2 separate regions of the Mus musculus genome follow, and region 2 is linked to region 1. Evidence: chromatin contacts called from public Hi-C data. All regions are on one chromosome and are shown on one strand. Each heading gives the region's core, a stretch centred on a gene start, on an enhancer-like site or on the middle of the called end of the contact. The rest is flanking DNA. Distances are from core to core; before and after follow the strand shown. Region 1 overlaps Slc39a14 (solute carrier family 39 (zinc transporter), member 14). Region 2 overlaps Piwil2 (piwi-like RNA-mediated gene silencing 2).

Region 1 (5,383 bases), core at 1,861-4,360:
CAAAAAGGCATAAACAACTGTGTCCTGATTCTATGAGTCAGGTTCTACTGGCAGAGGTCTTGACCAGGGGAGACTGATTTGTGCAGTTTCCCTCCTATGCAAAAACCTTTAAATGTGCTCTGACCGTGCTCCCCGTGAGGCATCTACAAAGTTAACTAGAAAAAGAAAGCAATAGGAAGGCGTGAGGATCAGGGCAAAAACAACTGATTTAGCAGACCTCTTGCCACGCCAGAGAATGCCCACAGTGGCTCGCCTGGATGATTATGTGACTCCAGATGCTGCAAGCAACCTGCACGCAGCATCCTGGTGGAAACCGAGCACCAAGGAGACAGGACATCCATCACTAGTTCTACCCCCTCCTCACTCAGGCAATCCCCTGCCCCTCTGCCTGCCATACTCATCGGAAAGTCAGCCTTTTCAGAGAACAGTTAACAGACTGAAAAACACAGGAGTCTTGTCTTCTGCCCTCTTCTCTGTAAAAACATGAGAACCCATGCCAAAATGGACCGACCTGAAATCCTGGGTACACACATTTAGAATCACAGGCCCCAAAGCTGGAAGCCACACTGATACTTCTAACCAAACCATGACCACTGGCTTCATTTTTACATTGTAAAAGATTCCACATCTCTCAGTGCTTCTTCCAAGAGAAAGGGAGGAGGGTGGCCAGAAGGAAAAGGGAGGCGTGTCCTACATGTGGCGTTTCAGCTCCAGAATCATCAGTGGAAAGGGTCGGGAGACAACGGTTCGAGGCACTACCTAGAGATTCCCAGGGCAGCTTCTTCCTAGGACAGAGCATTTGAAACAGATGACATCTGAATGCAGGCAGACAAGTCTGTGCCAGTTTTTAAAGAGCTGCCTTTTCCATGATGCTTCGTGGATGCTGAGTCCTCGGGCCGGGGACCAGATGGGGGCCCAGAGCCCGATGTCCAATGCCACTGGCTCCCCAATGGCAGGGTCCTACCCGATCTGAATCTGCCCTGAATACATTGTGAGGACCAGCATAATGGAGAAGCCGGTTAGGAGGCCAAGATTCTGGATGACAAAGGGGACCAGAAAGCTGTCGTTCTTCTCATCCTCCTGGCAGACTTCATTCATCTCAGGGAACTGAGAAGGAAGAGAAAAAAATGAGTTACAGATTCTGTTAACATTGTCCCAATCACTGTGATGTCTGGTTCTCAAGTGGTGGACCGTATTTTTGGAAGGATGTTTTTGGTAGTTCTGGGGACTTTTCTGGAGTTAAGGAGGTCACTGGGGGGGAGGGTGTTATCTTTGACCATTCTCTGTAGCTCTCAACAATATGGCTGCCTAAACAAGACCCAAACAATGCAGACACCAGATGATGTGTCAGCGTGGGCTGGGGAAACCTCACAAAGCCCCGCCCCTAAATGAAGAGTTATAGACAATTAGTTAGTGACTACTCAGATGCAGAGAAGCCAGTCTTCCTCAGGGATAAGCTCCCTGATTGGGAATCCAGTACATATGTACAGACGAGCAACATCAAATGGACTTGGAAGTTTGTATATTATATATATGTGTGTGTGTATGTGCATTCTTTTTTTTAAAAGATTTTTATTATTATTTACTTCATGTATATGAGTACACTGTAGCTGTACAGATGGATGTGAGCCTTCATGTGGTTGTCGGGAATTGAATTTTTTAGGACCTCTGCTCATTCTGGTCAACTCCGCTCACTCAGTCCCTGCTTGCTCTGACCCTAAGGTTTACTTATTATTATTATTATATTATATTATTATATTATATTACATAAGTCACCGTAGCTGTCTTCAGACACACCAGAAAAGGGCGTCAGGTCTCATTACAGGTGGTTGTGAGCCACCATGTGGTTGCTGGGATTTGAACTCAGGACCTTCAGAAGAGCAGTTAGTGCTCTTACTTGCTGAGCCATCTTGCCAGCCCTATATGTGTATTCTTATATCTCTCAATAATAATTAGAGAGAAAAGACTGTGCATTTGAGAGGGAGCAAGGTGGTGGTGGGGGCCACAGGAGTTGGGGGGAGGTAAATGATATAAATACAGCACTTATATATGAACTTATTAATTAAAACTTAAAAGGACATCCATAAGGTTACCATTAACTTGTGGTAGACAAAAGTCTAAGTGATGCCTTTTCTTTCTCACTCCCTCTTTTCTTTCTGTCTACACAGCACACCTTTTCCATCAAACTGAAATAAGGACCCTAGCCTGAGTATGGTCAATTTTCTATAGTGAAATGCTAATAGAGAGACCAAAGTTCTCCCTTTAAAACCCAATGACTTCTGGGTATAGTAGTTTACACCTGTCTGCCCAACATCTGGTGGGTAGGGGCAGGGCTGCAATGACTTTGAGACCAGCCTGGGCTACAGAGTGAGACTCTTGTCTCATGCAAACCCAAACAAAAACCCCGAATGCTGCATTGAAAAGGTCAGATTATTATATCATTTTAGATTTAAAAAATTTATTCGATGCGTGTATGCTATATGTAGGTGCTTTAGCTGCCTGTATGTCTGTGTACCACATGGATGCTTGGGCCCTTGTGGAACACAAGAAGTAGGATCCCCTGGGACTGTAGCTAGGAATCAAACCTGGGTTCTCTTCAAGAGCAGCCAGTGCTCTTAACAGCTGAGCCATCTCTCTAACCCTGAATTGTTACTTCTTAAAATCAGTGAATTGGGTTGAGTGTGAAAGAGACTTCAATAAAGCCAATACAAAAAACAAAATCTTGGGCTGACAAGATGGCTCCGTGTGACAGAGCATTAGGTGCCTAGTCCCATCTTAGGAACCCATGACATAAAGAGAACCAAGTCCCACAAGTTGTTTCCCATGAGAATTATCACGCATCTACACACATATCAATGTAAAGAATTAAAAACCAAACACACCCGAACGTGTGGCCTTTAGCTGCCCTCCTGTCCAAGAGGCAACCAGAAACCACAGCACTTACCATATCGGCTAGGGCAATATACAAGAACATTCCTCCAGCCAGTGCAAAAATCCAGTTTGCAGAGAAGTGGCTGCCAGCCAGGATGCCAAAGGCCAGACCCAAATAGCAGCAGCAGGCAGAGAGGAAGTTGAAGAAGAGAGCCTGCTGGATGCTCATGCCAGCATTGAGCAGGATGACGAAGTCTCCTGCAATGGCATGAGAACAGGAAGCGGGCTGAGTCAGGACGCACGACACTAATGAATGGGACTGCTTCAGCTACGGGTGAAGCATGTGCGGGTGAAAATCTCATTCTCAGGTGGTATTGGGATAAAGGCACACCCATCTTCCAATCCTGGCCATGACCTCGCAGCACAGAGGCTGCAAAGCCCTCATAGACTTCTGGAAGAACATAAGCAACCAGCACCGGCCTCATCGCTCCCCACACAGAGGCTGAAAATAATCCACAGGACTTTAAATGTCTATAACCAACCAGCAACATCCTCACTTCTTTTTTGACTGATGGTGAAATGAAAATAGCTCCCTGTCTCCTAACGGATGGCACGGTCAGGACCAGACTTGAGAGAGGGAGAAATTAGTGCTCAAGCCAATAAATGCCAAAGTTAGGAGCCCGTGTTGTCACTGGGTCCTGAGTCATGGCTTCTTAGACTCCCTTGATAAAACTACACGCACCCCTAGGCGCTGGCTTTTCTGCTTCATTCACATGACATGCTTTCTAGCTTCTACAGGATGCAGGACATAAAGAGGGGATCTTTACTGAGTAGCCACAATACTGTGTGGCACCTGGCAAGTCCTTTTCAACATTTGTTTGCCTATAATCCCCTTGATGATTCTAAAAGGCAGGTGTAGGTATTAATCATGCTATACAGGTGGGAAAATTAAGCCACAGGACACAGGGCTCATGGGATAAAAATCTCCCTGTAAGAACCTCTATAGTTCTAAGCTATGCTCCACTGTTATAATTCCAGAGTTAGCGAGACAGGGCGTTAATTCAGTGAGTGCTGTGGTGGAGGTGGGAGGAGCAGCAGGGATGTGATGCAAGAAGGGTGTCTCGGTGTCTCAGACAAAAACTGAGACAGCTGGAACACGGGGACAGGGACTAAGCACTCACCCAGCTCATGAGGGAATTCCTCACAGAGAATGGCCACTGACGTGCTGATGCCTTGGAAGACAGACACAGTGAAGGAGGCACCAATAGCCAGGCCATCGATGAAATTGTGGAGCCCATCGCTCAGGGTGATCATCCAGGCCAAGGTCCCGATATCAGAGTAGCGGACCCCCTTGAGCCAGTAGCAAGCACTCTGGGATGCCTGCAGGTCCTATGAGAAAGGACACACCAGTGGACTTCAGGTTACAGAGTGACCTCCGGAGAGCCTGACTCACAAAGGCGTGGCTTCTGTGTCGAGGCTTCCCCGGGGGCACTCAGGGCTGCTGACCTGCACAGACATGGAGTTGACAATGACCTTCTCGTCCGTGCCAGGCGCCTTGCCATCCAGCTCGCTGTTGCAGTGCTGAGGGATCATGTGATCCAGGTCCCCGTTCTGTAGCTTCTCGGTCACACCCTCCTCCTGGTCCTTCTTGGAAGGAAGTGTCTCGGAGGTAAAATGGTTATGCCCGTGATGGTGCTAGGGTAGGAAGAGTGAGCAGTGTTACTGATCAAAACTGCCAGCCCAGCCCAGCCCAGCCCAGCCCAGCCCAGCCCAGCCCAGCCCAGCCCAGCCCAGCCCAGCCCGGCGCCCACCACTTGGAGGAAGCACGCCAAGGCTGGGGAAGAGCTTATTCCTATATCCAAGGAAACTGAGCAGGTCACACACAGGGACGTAGAGAAATTGGTATAGCCGGTGGCAACACATACAAAGACAGGGACTTTCTAGTAGGCAAAGAAGTCTCCTGCTGTCACCCAATCCAGTGAGGTGACCACTACTCTAAGTTCTTAGGTTGCTCTTTTAAGATGGCCACTTCATTCAACTCTAACAGGCAGTGACCCCATGCCAGCGACAGGAGGCCTCTTATACAGGAGCTACACCAGTCAGAGCTGTTCCTGGATGCTTGTAACCAAACCTCTTTACTGTCCTCTATAGAGAGAATGCCAGGCTTGCTCTGCAAGCGCCGTCACGCGCTGCTACACCCCACCGACCCACGTCAGCACTTTTGTTTTCGAGGTTAGGGTTTTCCACTGGATAGGTCATCATTAACAACTGGGCCTCACCTCGTTTTTCTGCTTCAAGAGCATCTTCAGGATCTTTTCTGTGAAAAAGAAAAGGTAGAAACCCCCAAACACCACTGCAGACTTGGAGACGTAATTGTCCTGAGGGTTGAAGCCAAAAGCCTGTGGGCGCAGGAAAACAGAATGAGTTTACAAACATAAGCCTTCAGCGGCTCTCATCTGCTTACCACTCTCCACTCTGGGAGACGGGCAGTCTGCTGGCTGCCCATTCTCCG
Region 2 (5,589 bases), core at 1,306-3,805, 94 kb after region 1:
AGCCCACATAATGGCTCAAAACCCAGTTTCAGGAGCTCAGACACTTTTTTCTGACCTTCGTGGGCACCAGGAACGCATATTGTAGATAGATATACATGCAAGCAAAGCATTCATATACATAAAATAAGAAATCTAAAGTTTTTTACTAAAAAAAGAGAGACCAAGTGTGGTATCAAGGCAATTCTCTGGGCCCTTCTCCTGCTAAATGTCTACACCTCTCTTTTGAATCTATAGATTTTTGTTTTTTAAGATTTATTTTTATTATTTTAATTGTGTGTGTGTTAGGGGGCAGGGAGGATGGTATATGCACATGAATGCAGTGCCCAGAGGCCAAAAGTGTCAGTCTCTAGAGCCCGGGTTATATGCAGTTGCAAGTCTCCTAATGTGGATGCTGGAAATCAAGCTCAGATCCTCAGGAAGAGCAGTCAGTGCTCTTAGCCACTGCGCAATCTTCCCAGCCCCCACAAACTTTTTTTTTTTTTTTTTTTTTTTTGAGGTGATGTCTCACTACTTAGCGCTGACTGGCCTGGAACTTGCTACATAGATTAGGCTAAGCTCGACCTCTGAGATCAACACGCCTCTGCCTCCTAAAGTACTAGGATTGTAGGCGTGTGCTTTCACATTCATGTCAGAGTTTTACTTTTTTTGTATATGTAAGAGTGTTTTACCTGCATGTATATATGTATCTGTTGTCCACAGAGGGCCAGAAAAGGCCCAAGCTCCCTTGGAACTGGAGGGACAGTTGTGAGCTGCCATGTGGGTGATGAGAATGGAACCCAGGTCCTTTGGAAGAGTAGCCAGTGTTCTTAACCACTCTACCATCTCCCCAGGCTCCAGAGTTTTTAATCTTTAGATACAAGGAACTCTCTTTATGTCTTTAACCCAAATTGTTCGTGGAGGTATTTATCTCCTCCTGGCAACTCTGAGTACAGGGAAAATACAACCATGCCCAATGTGTTCCAACACAGCACACTGTATAAGCGGATGAGCGCACACATAGCCAGGGCAGCAGTACGGAGGAGGACCGCTGGGAGGGTAGCCACTCACCATGCCATGGTTATTCTGTCTCTCACTGGGCCGGTGGATCAGCAGCGGCTGGTCATCTTCCTTGACTGTGATCCCATAGTTTTTGCTAAAGCAGGACAGAGCAAGAGAGTGTCACCACTCCTACAACAACCCCTCCAGCCCTCTTCAGTGCTACTGCAGCTTACAATTTGCACAGTCCCCTCACTGAGAATCCATCAGACACTAATCACAGTATATGTAAGTGGGAAATGCAGGCTACAGCTTTCTTGCTGATGGACAGAGAACAAAGGCTATATGTACAGCCCAGGAGAGAAGCTTGTGGAAAGTGCATCAAGCTAAAGGATTTAGAAATAAAAGTCTAATGATTAAAGATGAGAACTTCAATTCTCTCCCCAGACAAAACCAACAAGAAAAATACAACGGATACCCCCAAAATCACTTATGTAATAATTGCCAAAAGTACCAACACATACAGGCCAGACTCACAAATAAGCTCATGTGGTCTCAGATGTTTTTATTACCAGTTTACAGAGCTGTACAGTGTCAGGTACCTCATCCTTAACTGTACTCACTACCCAGAGCCTGGAGAGCACGTCCCACCCCTACCCTCAGACCAAGTGCAGTCTCTCATCTGTACCTGTAGTATTCCAGGAATGTGATTTCCTTCCCGTCCGACATGACAAAGCTGTCTTTAGGGGTCTTGTTCCAGTCCACATCATCGATTCGGTAGGTACGATTGTTGTAGCGCGTGATGACAATGCTGCCAACCAGAAGCTTGCTGCACTCGTCCTGGAAGTGCTCCTTGTTCTGCTGGTAGATAGCATGCCTTTGGGAAGAGGTAAGAGACTCTGGTTGGCATCCATACCCTCAGGCTCCTAAGAGAGGGACGGGGCTCCAGAAACTGAAGTAAGGACCCAAGGGTTGGATCTCATCTTTTACCCCTCATTAGCTATACTCATCTCATGAACCAATGATCGTTTTTTAGGATTTATTTTTATTACTTTAATTATGTTCAATGCGGTGTGTATGCCTGTATGCACACGTGAGTGCAAGTGCCCAAGGAGGCCAGAGGCATCGGGTCCCCCGGAGCTGGAGCTACAGGAGCTTGTGAGCTATCTGATGTGGGTGCTGGAACGCACGGCACTCGCACTCAGTTCATTTAAAAGAACAGGAAGTGTTCTTAACTGCTGTATCATCTCTCCAGTCAACCCCAACTCACTTCCTCTTTTTGAAACATGGTCTCAGTGACGTAGCCTTGACTGGTTTGGAGCTTACTATGAGACCAGGATGGACTTGAACTCACAGAGATCTGTCTACCTCTATCTACCTCAGGAGTCCTGTGATCAAAGGCCTGTGCCACCACACTCAACTCAACTGTTGTTTGTTTTTAACTGAGGTCTCCCAAAGGAAAGTCACTTGCATTGTTTTAAAAAAAAGATCCAGGCTAGCAAGAAAGCTCAGTGGTGTAGGGCACAGATTGGCCTTACAGTGGTGTAGGGCACAGATTGGCCTTACAGAGGACCTAGGTTAAAGTCCCAGCCCCATCTAGGGGTAGGGGTTCAAAACCATCTGTCACTCAAATTCCAGGGGACCTGACACCATCATCTGGCCTCAAGGCATTCAACATGGTGCACAGATATATACACAGGCAAAACACCCATACACATAAAATAAAATTTTAGAGATTTTAATTAAATTTTCATGACCTCCAAATACAACAGGGAAAAGTTTTGTAACATGTCCATAACTTCTCTTTTAAATCACAAATCAAACCACACGTGGGAGGCCTAAAGCAACATTACTGAATAGTTCCGAGAAAGGCCATCTGTATCTTATGATTCTGTAAGGCTGCTCTGGCTCACACAGAAGCCCTTCTTTGAGGATGTGCATATGGGGCAAAGGGATTTGTGGGTACCTCTGGTGAACTTTGAATTATTGTTGTAATAAGTTTCTTACATCAAACTAAAGTAGGGTGAGTGACTCTGTGAGTTTGAGGCCAGCATTGTCTACACAGTAAATTCCTGACCAGCCTGAACTACATAACAAGACCCTGTCTCAGCAAGAAAGAAAAAAGAGAGAGAGAGAGAAAAGGAAAGAAGGAAGAAAGGGAGGGAGGAAATGTGCTGGCTAGTCTCACGTCAACTCGAGACACAACTAGAGTTATCTACAAGGCAATTTCTTAATTAATGATTTATAGGAAAGAGCCCAACCCACTATGAGTGGGGCCATTCTTGGGTTAGTGGTCCTGGGTTCTATGAGAAAGCAGGCTGAGCAAGCCATGGGTAGCAAGACAGTAAACAGCACCCTCCACGGCCTCTGCATCAGCTCTGCCTCCAGACTCCTGCCCTGTGTGAGTTTCTGTCCAGTCTTTCTTTGATGGTAAATAGAGATGCTGACTGAAGAATAAACTGAATAAACCCTTTCCTCCTTAAGTTGCTTTTATGTTTCATCACAGAAATAGAAACCCTAACTAAGACAGGGAAGACAATTCATATGAAAGTATCTCAAATTATGTACTTGACAAGATATCTGTATCTAAAATACAAAAATTTTACAATTAAATAATATATTTTAGAGGCTGGAGAGATTGCTCAGCAGTTAAGTACACTGGCTGCTCTTGCAGAGGATTCAGGTTCAATCCCCACCATCCACATGGAAGATCACAGTTGTCTGTAAGTCCAGTTCTAGGATCTGACACCCTCATACAGACAGACAGACATGCAGGAAAAGCAACAATGCATGTGAAATAAAATAAATACTTTTAAAAATGCATTTTAAAAGTGGATCAAAGATCTAAATATTTCACAAAGATATTCAAATGGCTAAAAGGTGCAGAGAAAACTGCTCAGTATCATGAGTCATGAGAGAAATGCAATCGAAGCCACAGTTACTCATTTTACATGCAAAGGTGGTTATAATAGAAACAGATGCCAGCAAGTGAGGCTGCAGGTGAACTGGAGCCTTCACACACCTCTGTTGGGAACACGAGAAGTGCCAAGCTGTCCTTGGGTTAAGTAAAGGATAAAAATAGAGCTCACAGAAATGGCAATACACACACCAAAATCTATCTGGACATGAAGTGCACAGGCAAACAGTGAACACTACAAAGTATCCCTCAAACAGCTGAGTAATAAATATGGCAAGGTCAGCAAAGTGGCTTAGAAGAGAAGGGCTCTTGCTACCCAGCCTATCAACATGAGCTTGATCCCTGGGACTCACGAAAAGGTGGGAGAGAGAGCAAACTTCACAAAGTTGTCCTCTGACCCAAGCAGCAAACACATCCACACACACACACACACACACACACACACACACACACACACACAAATAAAACATTTTAATATCACTTTTAAAAAGAAAGAGAGAGTTCAGTGGTTAAGATCACTTGCTGCTTTTCCAGAGTACCAGAGATTAGCATCCATGGTTGACAGTGACATGGTTGACAATCTCCTGTACCTCCAGGTTCAGGGGACCTGGCATCTTCTTCTGACTTCCATTGGCACACATACACAGCATATACTTATACAAACATAGTAAAATAAAAATAAATATCTTTTAAAAGAAAAATATAGTATATCAATATGCTGGAGTATTGTTCCAATGCAAAAAGGAACTCTGTATCATGCATATAACCTGGATATATCTTGAAAGCATACCAAGACACAGAATATTATACAAAGGTTGTTTTTCATATGGAATGTTTGAAATAGTTAGAAAACAGATTGGTTAGGTAAAAGGATTACAAATTTGAGGCCAACATGAATAAGCCAGCAAGATCTTATCTTAAACAATGAAAAAAAATAGGAAGAGAGGAAGGGGTGGAACAACACACACACACACACACACACACACACACACACACAACCAGACTGATGGTTTCTCTAGGTCTGAGGGCAAAGAAGGAAACTAATGTCCAAGGGTATGGGCTTCGCTTCTCTCTGCAGGGATGAAAATGTCCTACAACTGACTGCAGTGATAATGTACAGCATACACCATGGATAAGCTAACAGCCACAGAACAGCACCCTCCAAATGAGTATATTTTAGTTTGTATCTCAATAAAGCTGTTTAATAAGGTCACACTGGGGTTAGCTAGATGGCTCAGTGGGTTAAGGCACTTGCTGCCAAATCCAAAGACTTGAGTTTGATTCCTGGATCTGGAAGGTGGAGGGAGAAAATCTACTCCTTCAAACTGTCCGCTAACCTTCACACATACACATATACATACACACAAATAAAGAGATGTGTGAAAAATCATATACAAGCAGGAATGTAGCTTAGTGTGGGGATGATAGCCTAACATGCATGAGGCCTTAAGTTCTGTCTCCACAGTCATAATAATAATAACAATAATAGACTAGACATATGCTTATTATCTCAGGTTGGGTTTTTTGTTTGTTGGCTTTTGGTTTTTCGAGACAGGGTTTCTCTGTGTAGCCCTGGCTATCCTGGAACTTAACTCTGTAGACCAGGCTGGCCTGGAACTCAGAAATCTGCCTGTCTCCGCCTCCCAAGTGCTGGGATTAAAGGCGTGCACCACCACTGTGCAGCTTATTTCAGGTTT

Evidence for each region. Hi-C and Micro-C count contacts between places; a contact is called where the count stands out from the background.
Region 2: a contact with region 1 is called in a Hi-C map of bone marrow-derived macrophages, with 47 read pairs. The contact joins two enhancer-like sites. A contact is called at or near these places in 13 of 39 promoter capture datasets (the 3T3-L1 cell line, 3T3-L1-derived adipocytes, the C10 cell line and 8 more), 4 of 15 datasets of contacts at CTCF or cohesin (CD8 T cells, the NIH/3T3 cell line, large pre-B cells and 1 more), 113 of 484 Hi-C or Micro-C datasets (the 3T3-L1 cell line, the 63-12 cell line, the AML12 cell line and 62 more), 16 of 115 datasets of contacts at active chromatin or transcription factors (CD8 T cells, astrocytes, bone marrow-derived dendritic cells and 9 more) and 5 of 9 other capture datasets (adipose tissue, bone marrow-derived macrophages, embryonic stem cells and 2 more).

The regions. Positions count from the first base shown.
Region 1 is chr14:70,305,706-70,311,088 of GRCm38.p6, forward strand. Slc39a14 (solute carrier family 39 (zinc transporter), member 14) reads right to left here. Exons shown (of 10, transcript NM_144808.4): 6 at 5,151-5,270; 7 at 4,378-4,566; 8 at 4,053-4,260; 9 at 2,945-3,129; 10 at 1-1,107. The coding sequence ends at 961. Among named protein-coding and RNA genes, the nearest start is that of Ppp3cc, 19 kb to the left of the region's middle. Within about 2 kb of position 3,111, at least 42 of the 459 cell types and tissues checked have an H3K27ac peak or open chromatin away from gene starts, as enhancers often do. A contact at or near this core is called in the BV-2 cell line, bone marrow-derived dendritic cells and bone marrow-derived macrophages, where this site is marked.
Region 2 is chr14:70,400,371-70,405,959 of GRCm38.p6, forward strand. Piwil2 (piwi-like RNA-mediated gene silencing 2) reads right to left here. Exons shown (of 23, transcript NM_021308.2): 11 at 1,664-1,852; 12 at 1,048-1,132. Among named protein-coding and RNA genes, the nearest start is that of Gm24890, 25 kb to the right of the region's middle. Within about 2 kb of position 2,556, at least 100 of the 459 cell types and tissues checked have an H3K27ac peak or open chromatin away from gene starts, as enhancers often do. A contact at or near this core is called in the BV-2 cell line, bone marrow-derived dendritic cells and bone marrow-derived macrophages, where this site is marked.